5 separate regions of the Mus musculus genome follow, and all the other regions are linked to region 1. The links are chromatin contacts, called in public promoter capture Hi-C maps. All regions are on one chromosome and are shown on one strand. The core of a region is the stretch at or near the end of the contact, and the rest is flanking DNA. Distances in the headings are between cores, read along the strand shown. Region 1 holds the start of Decr2 (2-4-dienoyl-Coenzyme A reductase 2, peroxisomal). Region 2 holds the start of Cuta (cutA divalent cation tolerance homolog). Region 3 holds the start of Kifc5b (kinesin family member C5B). Region 4 has its middle 8.1 kb from the start of Gm17801. Region 5 holds the start of Bnip1 (BCL2/adenovirus E1B interacting protein 1).

Region 1 (2,767 bases), core at 197-2,696:
AGTTGGTGAACCCATGAGTTCGTTGGACTGGCTTATGGGACCGTGGATGAGAGATTGGCCACAGAAACATGGGTGACCTCAGGACAGCCGAGTCACTGAAAGGTCCCCCTGCCCCCAGCATGGGCAGTGACAGCAAGCCTGATGGGATCCTGCTTTCAGTTTACCTACCTCCTACAGGGGAGTAGAAAGTCCTAGGTGAGGAGTTAAGGCCAGTGTATAATGCCGATCCTGGATTACTACTCCCCTAGTCCCAGCTACCACCGTATTCTACTTATTTCATTGGCACGACTACAGGGCCAAGCTATAGGTCACCAGAGCAATGATGCACCATGATGTCCCATAGTCATGACAAATGTGGAGGAAATTGCTTTACTCAAGCACTTTAATGAGTGTTTTTATGCATGGTATAAAACATTAGGCCTGAAGCTTAGAGCTTTGAGTAAAGAAAGGAAGGATCCCTCGACTTTGGGTAAATGCAAGAACCAAGCAAGAATCCAGGGCCCATGAAATTGAGAATCCAATTGGGGTTCTTTTGCGGGCGCTGGTATAGCTCCTGCCCATCTGATTTGTCTGAGGATGGCAGTAAAGAATAGACCGGACCTGAGGCTTCTTCAAGGCCCAGTGAGCGAGCCTTCAGTAGGAGTACACACCAGTCTTTGTGGGTATTGTGTATCAGGTCTCCTGAAGTTGGAACAGCAGAGCCTAACACTCCAAGGGCTACTCTCATCTCTCCCTCAATGCAACCCAGGCACAAAAGAGTATCCTCCACTCCCGACCTGATGCTGTCCATGATGACCACCACGGCCTGATGTCCATTTATGTTCACATTGACACATGTAAGTCACATCTCACCCCGGATCCCAGAGTCACTGATTCAGTTGCAGGTACATCATGACAGCTTCTGTGGCTAATTTGATAAGTCATTTCACTCTTTGACATCTAGACAATGGAACCCAGTTCTTGGTTCTCTGAGTTTCAGTGCAGTGATTCTTGCCAGCCAGCAAGAGGTTCACTCTGGACTTTCCACCCGGGTTAGCCACGAGAGGGAGCTATTGGGTTTGCAAGCTCCAGATTCTCTGCACTGGGAGGTAGTGTCCAAGAGCGGTGTTCATCTGGAGTTCCGACTTCCACAGCTGATAGCACGCAGCCCGGCCAGCTTGGGTATATGGACTAAGTGGCTGCACAGACACCAACTGGGAAAGGAACCGGGCATTTAACTGGCTGGAGCGTCTCTGGGCCTCTGTATCAGTGCCTCCTCCCATTCTCAGTCCCAGCAGGCTGCGCGCCACCGAGGGCGGGGTGTCCGCCTGGTCGAGTGGGAAGGGCTGGAGGCTGGGAGTTGCGGGAGGGTCTGTGATAGGAAGGCTTGAAGGGCCCAGGCACCTTTTTGGGGTGGGGCGCCCCTGTCCCACCCCCGTCTGATGGGCGGCTTGATGTGGGGGCAGAACTTTGGTCCTGGATCTTTCTGGGCGGAGCGAGCAACCTGCAGAACGCTGCGTTTTGCGTTGGAAAGGTAGATCTGGTTCCTGGTTCCACTGTCCTTGCCATCCCGGACACGCAGCAATCATGGCCCAGCCGCCGCCCGACGTTGAGGGGGATGACTGTCTTCCTGAATACCACCATCTCTTCTGCCCGGATCTTCTCCAGTGAGCTAAAGCAGGGAACCAGGGGGCGATCCAGACTTGGGGCACAGGGTTTAACGAATCTGCCACTGGATGTGACATCACAGAGGACAGATGCTCAGTACTCCGTTCCTGGGCAATCGTAGACCTGAAGTTTCTTGGGGTTCTGGAAGAATGGGATGAGGGACTGAGGGTGGAAGCTGCTCACTTTGTTTTGTTTTGTTTTAGAGACAGGGTTTCTCTGTATAGCCTTGGCTGTCCTGGAAGTCACTTTGTAGACCAGGCTAGCCTCGAACTCAGAAATCCGCCTGCCTCTGCCTCCCGAGTGCTGGAATTAAAGGCGTGCGACACCACGCCCGGCGCTTGCTCACTTTTGAAAACAAGTCTCTCTTGGTAACTTACTACGCAGAAAATTTTAGGCTAAATAAACTCCTTCACCTCCGAACTTCTAGGGAGCCTAAAAATAACCGACTTTAAAGATTGCAGTTTTATGGCTGGGGATTTATGTCTTGCAAATTCATTGAGTACCTGTTTAGCAGGAGCATGTTTTCCTTCATAGCGAAACTGGGTAGAAGTTCATGGAGTGAAAGTTCTCCACGGGCCGCTTATCTATTTGAGCTTGAGTTAACAGAGATCTATCTATCTAAAGCTCTTCGAGATGAGGTTTCTCTGTGAAGCCCTGGCTGTCCTAGAACTCTCTCTGTAGACCAGGCTGGCTTTTAATTCTTGGTCCCCCTGTCTCCACTTCTCACAGGCTGGAATTACAGGCATGCATCCCCCATCAAGCTAAAACATGGTTTTCAAAGAAGAGTTTAGGGACTAGAGAGATGGCTGAATAAGTTCAGAGCACTTACTGTTCTTGCAGGAGACCCAGCATTGGTTCCCAGCATCCACACGAGGACTCAACTCTCTGTAGGCACACAGGCAAAACACTCATACTGGTAAAACAAATAAATATTTAAAAATGACTACATTTTCTTGTTTTTGAAGGGACAAAGTGGCCTTTATCACAGGTGGTGGTTCTGGGATTGGCTTCCGGATCGCAGAGATTTTCATGAGGTACACACTACCGGAACCCTTCCTGCCACCTTACGTCCCTTTGTCTGGATCTTGGTGGATTTGGGGGAGTGGTTGAATGCTGTCTT
Region 2 (2,767 bases), core at 199-2,698, 850 kb before region 1:
TCTGAGCTCAGACCCCACCCCCTAAATTAAAGAAAGGAGTCAGGGACCAGAATATGAGACTCTAGTGTCAGCAAGGTTCTCCAGACCCATGTTAATCTTATTCGAACCCTGGACTTGTAGTTTGGGAGACCCAAAACAGAGACCTAGACCCAAAGAAAAAGATGAAGCCAATATTAGAAAGTGCCCCAGGCCAGAATTAAATTTTAGAATCTAGCTAGAGGTAAGAAACCCCACATTCGTATCTCAAAGAAACTGCAAACTTGGGGATGAAGGAGGAGACATTCGGCTGACCCAAAGATGAAGATGACCACATAGAGATCTAAAATACATTACATCTGAAAGATGTGAGTTAGTGACCGATTGCGAGGTTCAATTTCCTGAAACAACTCCCCAGGTAACCCAGACCCTAGGAAGGGCCCAAATATTGGACCCCCACCCCCACAGGACCCAAATATTGGACCCCCAACCCCTCACCTACACACACAAGGATCTCTGAGAACCCCCCCCCCAACTCAAGAAAATGCAGAAGCCTAACAGGAGCCACCCATGCCAAGGACCCCAGACCTTGGAGGGAGGGCTAATATTTGGGCGGCAGGGCCCTTTTTCCTGCTGTCTCCACCCTCTTCTCTGTCCTCTCACTGGTCCCCTCTCCATTTTTGGGTCACTGGATGTGTTTAGGCTCCAGGGAGGTTATGTAGGGCAGGTCCTGGTTCCTTGGGGGAATGGATGAAGGTAAGGAGACCCAAGACCGAGAGGTGGGCCAGTCCTGGGGAGAAGAGTCAGCAAGGGGGAAAGAACAGGGTCACACTCTGAACTCTAACTTGCAACTCTCATTTCTCCTCTCCACTCATTTGTCAGCCTCTGTCCGAAGCTTTGGGCTCTGGGTATCTTCCATCACCCACTAGCCCATTTACAGGTGTCACCCAGTGCTTTGAAAAGGTGTCTTTCCTCTCCCAGCCACGGCAGTGCCAGGTCTGAGCCTGCCTGATCACTGCCCCCTACCCAGGGACAGCTGGCTTCTCAGCTCGGTGCTAACGCAAGGGCGGTGGCGGGGGGTGGGGGGAACTGTCCCCACCCAAGGCTGCCTGTCAGCGCGGGGAGGGAGGGGGGCTGTTACTAGGCACACTCCGGAGCTCAGGACAACTCCCCGGCCCCAGCCTGACGCAGCGACAGCGCGGGTCGCCAGGTCTCACGTCACGTGGACCGCGAGGCCGGCCAGCAATTGGCCTCCGCTCGCTGCTCCTGAGGCGGCGCCGCCTGAAAGGACAGGCCTCATCACGTGACGGCGGGTCGCCGCAGCGGCGTTCCCCTGCCAGCAACCGGTTGAGGATTCACGGAAATGGGCGGGCCGCTGGGGCGCACGACCTCAGATAAAGCTGCCGATTGGTCGGAGGGCTCGACGCCACGCCCACTTAAGAGGGCGGGGCTACCGGGCCACTTGAGGGCCGGGATTGGCCAGGTCTGGAGACTCCGGGAAGGCAGGGCTGCTCCTGTCACGTGGTGCACACTGTTTTCGCGTCACGTGGCTACTGCAGGTAAGAGGCGGCCGCTCCGCCGGGGCTCGGGGTCCTTCGTCCGTGCAATGAGCGGCCATTGATTTCTTCTTTTCTCTACCAGCGCGGGCTGCATGAACTGGGGGCGGGCGCCCGGCGTCTTGCTCGGCGGAGGGGTGAGTCTGGCCCCGCCTTTTCCGGTCTCGAAGTCTCACCCAGCTTCTGCAGCGGAACAGAGGAGCTGTCCCAAGTTTCTTTTAAGTTTCAGGGACATTTTTTTTTTTCTTCCTGGTGCAGAAAAGGCAGCGCAGAGGCTTGGTGTCTGCCCCAGAAGGCAGCCCAGGTGCAATTTCCTGGGGCAGTTGTGGGGACACTGAATCCGCCCTCCCCCCTGCTCCAGGCCACTCTGCTCCTGTCGTTTCTTTGGATGCCAGCGCTACTGCCGGTGGCTTCCCGCCTTCTGTTGCTACCCCGAGCTCTGCTGTCAATGGCTTCTGGAAGCCCTCCGTCCCAGCCCCCTCCGGCCTCGGGCTCCGGCTACGTTCCAGGATCAGTCTCTGCAGCCTTTGTCACTTGTCCCAACGAAAAAGTCGCCAAGGAGATCGCCAGGTGGGGACCTCGGCCAGATGACCTAGAGAGAGCGTTGGGGTTAGGGGAAGGGTGCTGTTTCCGGGTCGTGCACACTCTGATCTCGCTTCACCCTCAGGGCAGTGGTAGAGAAGCGTCTGGCAGCCTGCGTCAACCTCATCCCGCAGATCACATCCATGTGAGTTGTCAGTTAGAAACGGAAATCTACCCGGAGGGGCTGAGAGCTTTTTCTGGGAGAAATCTTCCTTTCCCAAGACTTTGTTCCCTTCTTTCTCTGACCTCTTCAGCTATGAATGGAAAGGAAAGATCGAGGAAGATAGTGAGGTGCTGATGGTGAGAAAATTCCCCCCCTGCCTGGCTCCTTTGACAACTCTGGCCCTCTCCTGACACCAGTTCTCTACCCCGTTGGTTGAACTATGTCTGTCTTTGCCCTTTAGATGATTAAAACCCAAAGCTCCCTGGTCCCTGCTCTGACAGAGTTTGTTCGGTAAGAACTTTGAGATTTTCTTTTGGTGGTGGTGGTGGGGCTGGGGGATGAACCAGGCAGGGCCTTGAGTATTTCAGGCAAACACTCTGCCACTGAGTGAGAAGAAACCCCGCTCCCCGCCTCCCCTCCCCCAAGCGCTGAGGTGGACACTGTGTGGTGGAACTTACTGGGGAGTCCAGGGCTGGTGTCTTAGGGGGTG
Region 3 (2,767 bases), core at 161-2,660, 830 kb before region 1:
CTCTTTTTTTTTTTTTTTTTTTTTTTTTTTTTTTTTTGGAGACAATGTATCAATGGCCTGAATCTCCAAGCTCTGGTCTGAGCCTCCTCACAGGTGACCTCAGGTGCACAACGGACCTCAGGATGGTTTGTTGCTTTTGGTTCAGGGGATTATAGACCCAGGTGTGTTTCTTGGATGCTCCCTAGCACTGCACCACAGACCTCTTCCTTCCAGTTTTAACTCGTACCTTAATGTTGCTCCTCCTAGCTTTCTTCTTCCCCTTCCATCTGCTTGAACCTTTACAGTCCTTCACTCCCTCCCAATAGAGATACAAATTGTATTATGTCTGTCTCCCCAGGGACTGTCAGCTCACTGGTAGCTAGGACTCCTGTCTCCTACATAAGTACAGCTGTGCAGGGCCAGAAGATGCTTGGCAAATACTGCAGGAACAAATCTGAGAAAAACTATTTTACTTTTTAACTGTCACCTGTCACAGTGCAGTGCTCTCCCTTTTGGCTGTGAGTATACCAGAAAGTCTCTTCAAGCTGAACACCGACTGTGAGTCAGTCTAGACTGAAATGCTGGTAAACAAAGAATGCAGGCCGGTCTTTCCTGACACCAGAGAGATCAGTCCATTAATTACCACACACATACGCCTCAGATGCTTGTGGTGGAGAAGGGCACCCCCATAAACTAGTCAGCAGTCCAAATGAGCAAAAGGAAGAGGCAGGCGAGGGAATAAGGATCCTCTGGGCCGATGCCCCCATTTCTCCTCTCCCCTTCCTCTATCTCGATCCAGCAGCAACACAACAGGATATCAGCAAGAAATGTACTTTGCGGACAAGCGACAAGGCTTCTCTCAGAACCCTCGCTTCTCCCACAAGGCGATCTGCAAGAACTGAGAAGCACAAACATGTCGAATCCGCTTGAGAATTCGAAATGGGAAATGCTGGAGGGGGATAAGGGACACGGGATGGTAGCGCCTGCACGACTGGAATGGCGGACCAACGTCGCAGCGACTGTCCTGGGACCTCGCCGTGTGTGTGTGTGTGTGTGTGTGTGTGTGTGTGTGTGTGTGTGTGCCCTCACTGACTCGGCCGCTGGTGTCCTGGGCGCGAGGCGGTGCGACCCTCCCCTGCAGGACGGCTTGCCCCGACCTGTCCCCGGGACTCGGGTCTCCGGGCGGCCGGCCTGCGTCCTCCGCTATTGGCGCCAGGCCGTCACCGCCGCACTCACCTGCGCCTGCACGTCCATGGTGGTCCGCACAGGAAGGGATGCAAAGGCAGCAGGCAGGGTGACGAGACCCGCGTCCTCTCAAGGGCTCGCGCCGCAAAACGTCGGAGCCAGGCCAATTCGCCAGGCCAATCGGCCAAGCCAATCCGCCACACCAGTCACTTTTGAATTTCAACCTCCGCGCAGTCAACGCACTTCAATCCGCAGAGGCCAATCCGCGCCGGCGCTGCGGTCGCGAGCCAATCACGGCGCCCTCCGCCTCCGGGGCCACGCCCCCTGAGTCGCGACTCTTCTAGTCCGCCGGAGCAAGAGAACTAGACCCCTTGGATCCTACTTCCGGATCCGCTCTTCCTTATTTCTCCCTCTCCCCCTCCGGAGCGCGGAGCTAGGCCTCTGGTTGCGTCAGAAGTGCGCGTGTGTGGAGGAGTGGCGTGGGGGAGGCAATACGCATGTGCAAAGGTGCCTGAGCGGTGTCGGGGCGGAGCGAGCGCCACCTAGCGGCTGCTGCTGAACCTGCACACCTCCTCGACAAACCTGTAGACTGGAGACTGTTAAACCGAGGTTGCTCTTGGTCCGCTTTCTCAGGTCCGAAAAGTGGGAGCTGGTTGATGGCGCTGACCTGTCCTCAAAAAAGAAAAAAAGTAAAAGAAAAATTGGAGCCCATATCTGGAGATGTAATAAAGTCATAAGTCTAGAGCAGGTCCGGGAGGATAGCAAACTGGTTATCCCTGAAACTCATATAATGTGGAAGGTGAGAACTAATTCGCCACAAAGTTTTCTGTGCCCCTCCTGCCTCCAATAATATATATTATACATAAACAATATGTATTATATACATAAACATATCTTTACACATATACATAATATATACTCAATAATACCTATTATATATAAGCATATATAATATATATAAATAACATAAATTATATATTTATTTTGTTTTTTCGAGATTGGGTTTCTCTGTGTAGCCCTGATTGTCTTGGAATTCTATTTGTAGAACAGGCTGGCCTTGAACTTAGAGATGCCAGGGCTACCCTGTGCCACCATGCCCAGGTCAATAAACAATCTTTTAGATTAAAAAATCAAAACAAAACTATAAGCCAGGCTTGGTGGCACACACCTTTAATCCCAGTTCCCAGTACTCAGAATGCAGAGGCAGACAGATCTCTTGAGTTCAAGGCCAACCGGGTCTACAAAGTAAATTCCAGGGCAGCCAGGGCTTTGTAGAGAATCCCTGTCTTAAATAAAGAAATACACACATGCATACCTGCATACATACATACATACATACATACATACATACATACATACACACATACATACATAACTGGGTAAATAAACAGTATGTTTCTTGACACCAAGTTGTAAATCTACAGCCCTCTTACTTGAGATGTTTCCAAGTCTACAAATGTTAATGAGGGAACACTAAAAAATTTCTGGTTATAATTTTACAAACTGGTTATAATTTTAAACTAGACAGTATTTCCCTAGTGACTTTCTAGAAAAAAAGCAAAAGTTTTATTGTGTGATAGAATATGAGTTTGTCTTCTACTGA
Region 4 (2,767 bases), core at 84-2,583, 810 kb after region 1:
TTCAGCTTGTTTGTTGAGCTGTCTCTGGGGGTCTTCAGTTTCTGATAGAATCCTGAAGAAATGGATTCTAATAGCAGGGAAGTAACGCCTCAGCTGCGGGGTAGATGAATATGCCAACAAGAGTGAGTGCAAGCAGGCAAAAAGCAAAAGCTTCCTTCTTCCATGTCTTTTTATGTGGGCTGCCATCAGATGTGGCTCATATTTAGGGTGGCTCTTCCCACCTCGAATGCTCCAGGTTTAGGATGGTCTTTATAGTGGTTTGCATGAGAATGTCTTCCATAAACACATATATTTGAATGTCTTATCCCCATGGTTTTAGAAGGGTTAGGTGGTGTGGCCTTGTTGGCGCCAAGACCAAGGCCAGGCCAAGATTCTCTCTCTCTCTCTCTCTCTCTCTCTCTGCCTGTTGCCTGTGCATGAGGTTATAAGCTTCCAGATACTGTACGGAAGCCCCTAATTGGTTCCTTTTATAAGTTGCCTTGGTCATGGTGGGTTTTTGGGTTTTTTTTGTTTTTTTGTTTTTTGCTTATTATGTACGAGTGCTCTGTGTGCATGCATGCCTGCATACTAGAAGGGGACATCAGATCCCAGGGTAAATGGTTGTGAGCCACCATGTATTTGCTGGAAATTGAACTTAGAGCCTCTGGAAGAGCAGCCAGTGACCTTAACTACTGAGACATCTCTCCAGCCCCAGGTTCTCACAGTAACAGAACAATATCTTAGTCGTCCCAAATCCAGTCAAGATAAATCTCTCTCAGGCGAGCCCAGCTGCTTGGCTTTTAGGTAATTCTAAATCACGTTGACAACCAACCAAGGCTGGCTATTACAGAGAGAAAGGAAGGGCTACCTTCCTTGCTCGGCCGAGGCTGACAGACCCTGGAGTCAGTGGTATAGCTTCAGTGTGAGGAGGAAGCAAAAGACATCCAGATCTGGGCTAGAAAAGGTGTTGCTGTTGAGTTGTAGTTCTTCAGATGCTCTGGATGGTAACCTTGATCACCAGAGTGTCTCTGACCCACCAGCTCCTGAATGACACGGACTTTTATTATTTATGAAAGCTTAGGCACTATGACTTAGACTATTTCCCAACTAGCTCATATAACCTAATCAACCCGTTTATTTTAGTCCGTGTGTGCCTCGAGGCCTGCTACCTCTCACTCAGCCCTGGTATGTACGATTTCCTCCATGCCTGGCTGGCTGGCGAATCTCCCGCCTCTCAATTCTTCCTCAGAGTTCCTATCTCGACCGGAAGTCCCGCCTTTCCTCTCCTGCCCACCTACTGACACCAGATCTTTATTAAACCAATCAGAAGGCAAGGGGAGTGACTGTTTACAAACTGCTAAAGCGGGTGATGATCCAATACAGATAACAGTACCAAAGTCCAGCCTGTGCCCAGCTCTCTGCCAGTACAGCAACTGGCACTTAAATAATAGACACCCTTTACACGGTGCACAAAAAGGAAATCCCAACATCTCCCCCTTTTAGTCCAATAAAAGGATTTTCTCTAACAGCAATAAGCTATATACAATAAGAACAATTATGAGAGCGGGGCAGTGGTGGCGCACGCCTTTAATCCCAGCACTCGGGAGGCAGAGGCAGGCGGATTTCTGAGTTCAAGGCCAGCCTGGTCTATAGAGTGAGTTCCAGGACAACCAGGGCTATACAGAGAAATCTTGTCTCAAAGAATAAAAAAAAAAAAACAAAAAAACAAAACAAACGGAGCTAGAGAAAGTACCAAAGAAGCTAAAGGGATCTGCAACCCTATAGGTGGAACAACATTATGAACTAACCAGTACCCCGGAGCTCTTGACTCTAGCTGCATATGCATCAAAAGATGGCCTAGTCGGCCATCACTGGAAAGAGAGGCCCATTGGACACGCAAACTTTATATGCCCCAGTACAGGGGAACGCCAGGGCCATAAAAGGGGAGTGGGTGGGTAGGGGAGAGGGGGTGGGTGGCTATGGGGGACTTTTGGTATAGCATTGCAAATGTAAATGAGCGAAATACCTAATAAAAAATGGAAAAAAAAATCCAGGAAATTCATATAAGAGAAAGATATGATACCTGTTCTTCTAAAAAAAAAAAAACAAAACAAAACAAAACAAACAAAAAAAAAACCAATTATGAGAACTATCAGGTAAGAATTACGTTCCCATTGTCTAGTCCATCTGTATTGGTAGCCTTGGAGAAAGTACGCCACTCCCTATCCAACCCTGGCAAGCCCCGAGTTCAGAACCTAAATTGCTTCTTTTTGTTGTTGTTGTTGTTGTTGTTGTTATTTTCAGAGACAGGGTTTCTCTGTGCGGTCCTGGCTGTCCTGGAACTCACTCTGTAGAACAGGCTGGCCTCGGACTCAGAAATCCACCTGCCTCTGCCTCCCAAGTGCTGGGATTACAGGCATGTGCCACCACTGCCCCACCTCCTAAATTGCTTTTTATCATTTCTTATATTACAAACCAAAAAAAAAAAAATCTTTTTACACCTGAAAATATTTTCTTAAATCCTAATCAACTTCAGGTTAATTGTGAGACTCTAAGTAACTAGTCTTCAGCCCCATCAGAGACCTGAGAAAGAAAACATTGCCCAAGTACAGGAAATGCAGAGCAAGCAGCTTCCAAAACTGTAGAAATGATGGAGACCGCTGGCTGCTTGGACAGGAACCCAAGCTTGCTCTGTGATGGTGGGGCTGGGGCACCCATCTTCAGCCTACAGGCCCAGAATATCTGACAGATTTTTCTGAGAAGCAGGATTATGAAGGACTGGCCTACC
Region 5 (2,767 bases), core at 144-2,643, 690 kb before region 1:
AAGTATTATGATGCTATTACATAATTTTATATTATGATATAATATGAAAACCCAACTTTTCAAATTTTGGATATAAGGGTTTTTTTGTTTTGTTTTTTTGAAGACTCTATGTAGTACAGGCTGGCCTCAAATGCATGATGGTCCTGCTTATGCCTCCCAAGTGCTAGAGCCACTACCCTAGCAACTCTGTGTTATGTATGTATATGTATTTACATGTGCATTCTGAGGACTGAAACTAGAGCCTTGCACATGGCTAAACTTTAACTCTACTCTGAGCTAAATTTACCCCCAGCCTCTGGTAATCTCACTTGTATAAATCTTGTTTATTTTTCTAGAATTGGCCCATTTTTTTTGTTTGCACATCTCAGGAGTAAAGTTTGCGGCGTTTCTTTACCTGTTCTCTAGCTTACTCACAAAATCAACACTTCCTCACAGCACAGGATAAACTGCTAATGTGGCAGAGTGTACATCTGGCTTACCAGAGAGCACTACTCTCCATGCTCCTTTTTATAGGGGCTAGTAAAGCCAAGCTTACCCCAACAGCTAGGCACAGCCCATTTATGCAGCACTGGGGATGGCGAACCCAGTGCTGGGCAAAGTCCTCACCAGCGGAGTCACACCCCTACCCTTTCCTTATTTGCTGTCACAGCTTGTATTCTGAGCCGGTTGGGTTCTTTTTGCCAAACTCTGGAGCCATTTCTACATTCCCTGTTCTTGCTTGTGTTCCTGCACTACTGTCTCCTACTTAAGACCTGCTTCCAGATAAGCGCCTCATTTTCCAGTCTGTTTCCGGGTAGGGAAGCTCTAAAATGATTTTCCTAGGCTGGCTTTCCCCATCCAGGTCCTAATACTGGCACTGCCTGCCTTCTGACCCAGGATCTTGCACAATATTTGAATTCTTTGTTCAAAAAATTACAACCACGTCCCAGGTTAACTTAGTTAGCTTCGGGCAGGGACTGTCGGGCCAGGTGGCTTTGGGTGCCTCAGGGTCCCTAACTTAGGGAAGTGGGCGTGGGAGGCGAGCAGGGCGAGGGGTGGGGCGGGGCTACAGCCGAGAATGCGGGTGGGCGGGCTAGCCCAGCACGGCTGCAGTCCAAGGAAAGGGAGCGGCGTGTTAGGGTAACTCAGGGGTGGGCAAACCAACAGTTCACAAAAGAAAAGCCTGAAGGTCAGTGATCTCGGGGAACCGACCGAATGGTGCCTTAGGAGCCATCCTGGAACCGGACCAGGCGCGAATATTCTGGAAGATGTCAAGGCGGCCATCGAGAGCCGGACAGGAGCCTAAGAATTTGTACCTGGATAAGCGCCTTCACCTCTAGGTCGAATTTGACAATCTCTTGGTTACAGATCCGGACGTGGACATCCTGGGGAGCCGCCATGTTGGAAATGCGGCTACGGCGAGCGGCAGCAGCCAAGCTTGAACGCGTTCACGTGGCTCCTGCCCGCCTTTCCGTACTTCTTCAAATGTGATGCTGCGGGAGACCCCGTGTGGATCAAACCAGGTCAAGAGTCCAGACCTGAAACTTTTCTTGTCACGTAGAACACGCACAGCTTCTCTGGTCTGCTCCTACTAAACGGAAAAGTGGAATGTGATTATGAAGAACCATTAGAGTTGGGGTGGGGGGGAGGGGAAAATACAACTCAGGTGATGATAGGCTGGCATGCCACATGGCCTTCAGGTTTGTTCCCAGTACTAGAGATACAACAACAACCCGCTATTCTAGTGACCTTTTGGATGGAAAAAAAAAAAGGATCAATTCGGATGTCACCAAAGTTACATTTTTTTTCTTTAAAATTTAAAGCAAAATGTATACAGTAGGTATGCATTATGGAGGAAGACACAAAACTTGTAAAGGTGCAGACTTAAATACAGGTCACTGGGGCACCTCCATTAGTACAACCATGATCCTGCATTGTTGTCCTTACACATTTCTATGGCTCTGGTCCTGCCCTTTGTGTAGAATTGGATTCCAAGTATCTCATAGGAGTAGTTCTGACTGTGTGGTGTGATAGAAACAATGTCAGTGCAAACCTCAAAGAAGGGTAGTGTTTTTTAAAATTATTATTTCTTAAGCCCTCAACACCACTGGACACTTTTCCCCCACCCTCCGGGATTCTCCAGGCTCTGTCGTCTTGGATATGGGTTCCCTCTTTTTAAAATGTTTTTCTCAAACTGCACACACAGCCCCCAGTCTCCACGCCTACCTGTCCCAAAGCACCCTGTACCACCCACTTCCTAAAAGGTGCTCAGTAGCTGGCTGCAAGTATCAAAGGCCTGGATTCCAGGCTTGTAATCAGTTTCCTCAGTAGCATCACTCCTAAGTTAGGTCACCTAGAGGATGGAATGAGGTGTTGATAATGTAGCATTGAACTCAGTGCTCACTAGTTGCTATACATGTACTGTTAAGAAACACTCTGGGAGTTACTTCCCTACGTGCGGCCATTTTCTATGAAATGCTTCTGCCCAGCAGCTGCACTTGATTTGTTAGGCTATAGAAGTGGAAGGAAGAGGGGGTGGAGGACGATGACAGAACACACGGGACAGGTGAAAGGCCCTAAGTATTTTCTTTGCTTTTCTGAGGCAGGGTCTCACAGAGCCCAAGCTGGTTCCCAGCTACCTATGTAGCCAAGGATGACCTAGAACTGCTGGAATTACAGGCACTGATTAACACCGCAGCTACTAGACATGCATTTTAGCTCCACACAAGCTTTCCTATATCCTTTTTATCTGGGTGTGGTAGCATATGACTTTATCCCAGCACTCAAG

What was found. Promoter capture Hi-C pulls out the DNA fragments that hold promoters and counts their contacts. Capture Hi-C pulls out chosen DNA fragments and counts their contacts.
Region 2: a promoter capture Hi-C map of liver shows a contact between it and region 1, with 3 times the contacts expected there. The contact joins the promoter of Cuta here to the promoter of Decr2 in region 1. A contact is called at or near these places in 1 of 39 promoter capture datasets (liver), 1 of 115 datasets of contacts at active chromatin or transcription factors (memory CD8 T cells) and 1 of 9 other capture datasets (adipose tissue).
Region 3: a contact with region 1 is called in a promoter capture Hi-C map of hippocampal neurons, with 4 times the contacts expected there. The contact joins the promoter of Kifc5b here to the promoter of Decr2 in region 1. A contact is called at or near these places in 2 of 39 promoter capture datasets (hippocampal neurons and liver).
Region 4: a promoter capture Hi-C map of liver shows a contact between it and region 1, with 2.5 times the contacts expected there. The contact joins the enhancer-like site here to the promoter of Decr2 in region 1. A contact is called at or near these places in 3 of 39 promoter capture datasets (the SN4741 cell line and liver) and 1 of 115 datasets of contacts at active chromatin or transcription factors (pancreatic cancer cells).
Region 5: a contact with region 1 is called in a promoter capture Hi-C map of adipose tissue, with 2.6 times the contacts expected there. The contact joins the promoter of Bnip1 here to the promoter of Decr2 in region 1. A contact is called at or near these places in 2 of 39 promoter capture datasets (hematopoietic stem and progenitor cells and liver), 1 of 15 datasets of contacts at CTCF or cohesin (the NIH/3T3 cell line) and 3 of 9 other capture datasets (adipose tissue, liver and macrophages).

Annotation. Positions count from the first base shown.
Region 1 is chr17:26,088,843-26,091,609 of GRCm38.p6, reverse strand. It overlaps Decr2 (2-4-dienoyl-Coenzyme A reductase 2, peroxisomal), which reads left to right and starts at 1,446. Exons shown (of 9, transcript NM_011933.2): 1 at 1,446-1,646; 2 at 2,613-2,681. The coding sequence starts at 1,567.
Region 2 is chr17:26,938,219-26,940,985 of GRCm38.p6, reverse strand. It overlaps Cuta (cutA divalent cation tolerance homolog), which reads left to right and starts at 1,448. Exons shown (of 7, transcript NM_026307.3): 1 at 1,448-1,535; 2 at 1,618-1,669; 3 at 1,894-2,102; 4 at 2,200-2,259; 5 at 2,369-2,414; 6 at 2,519-2,568. The coding sequence starts at 1,628.
Region 3 is chr17:26,915,734-26,918,500 of GRCm38.p6, reverse strand. Kifc5b (kinesin family member C5B) reads right to left here and starts at 1,410. Exons shown (of 11, transcript NM_053173.2): 1 at 1,216-1,410. The coding sequence starts at 1,233.
Region 4 is chr17:25,280,812-25,283,578 of GRCm38.p6, reverse strand. No RefSeq gene overlaps it. Among named protein-coding and RNA genes, the nearest start is that of Gm17801, 8.1 kb to the right of the region's middle. Within about 2 kb of position 1,333, at least 63 of the 459 cell types and tissues checked have an H3K27ac peak or open chromatin away from gene starts, as enhancers often do. A contact at or near this core is called in liver, where this site is marked.
Region 5 is chr17:26,779,705-26,782,471 of GRCm38.p6, reverse strand. Bnip1 (BCL2/adenovirus E1B interacting protein 1) reads right to left here and starts at 1,393. Exons shown (of 6, transcript NM_172149.5): 1 at 1,296-1,393. The coding sequence starts at 1,379.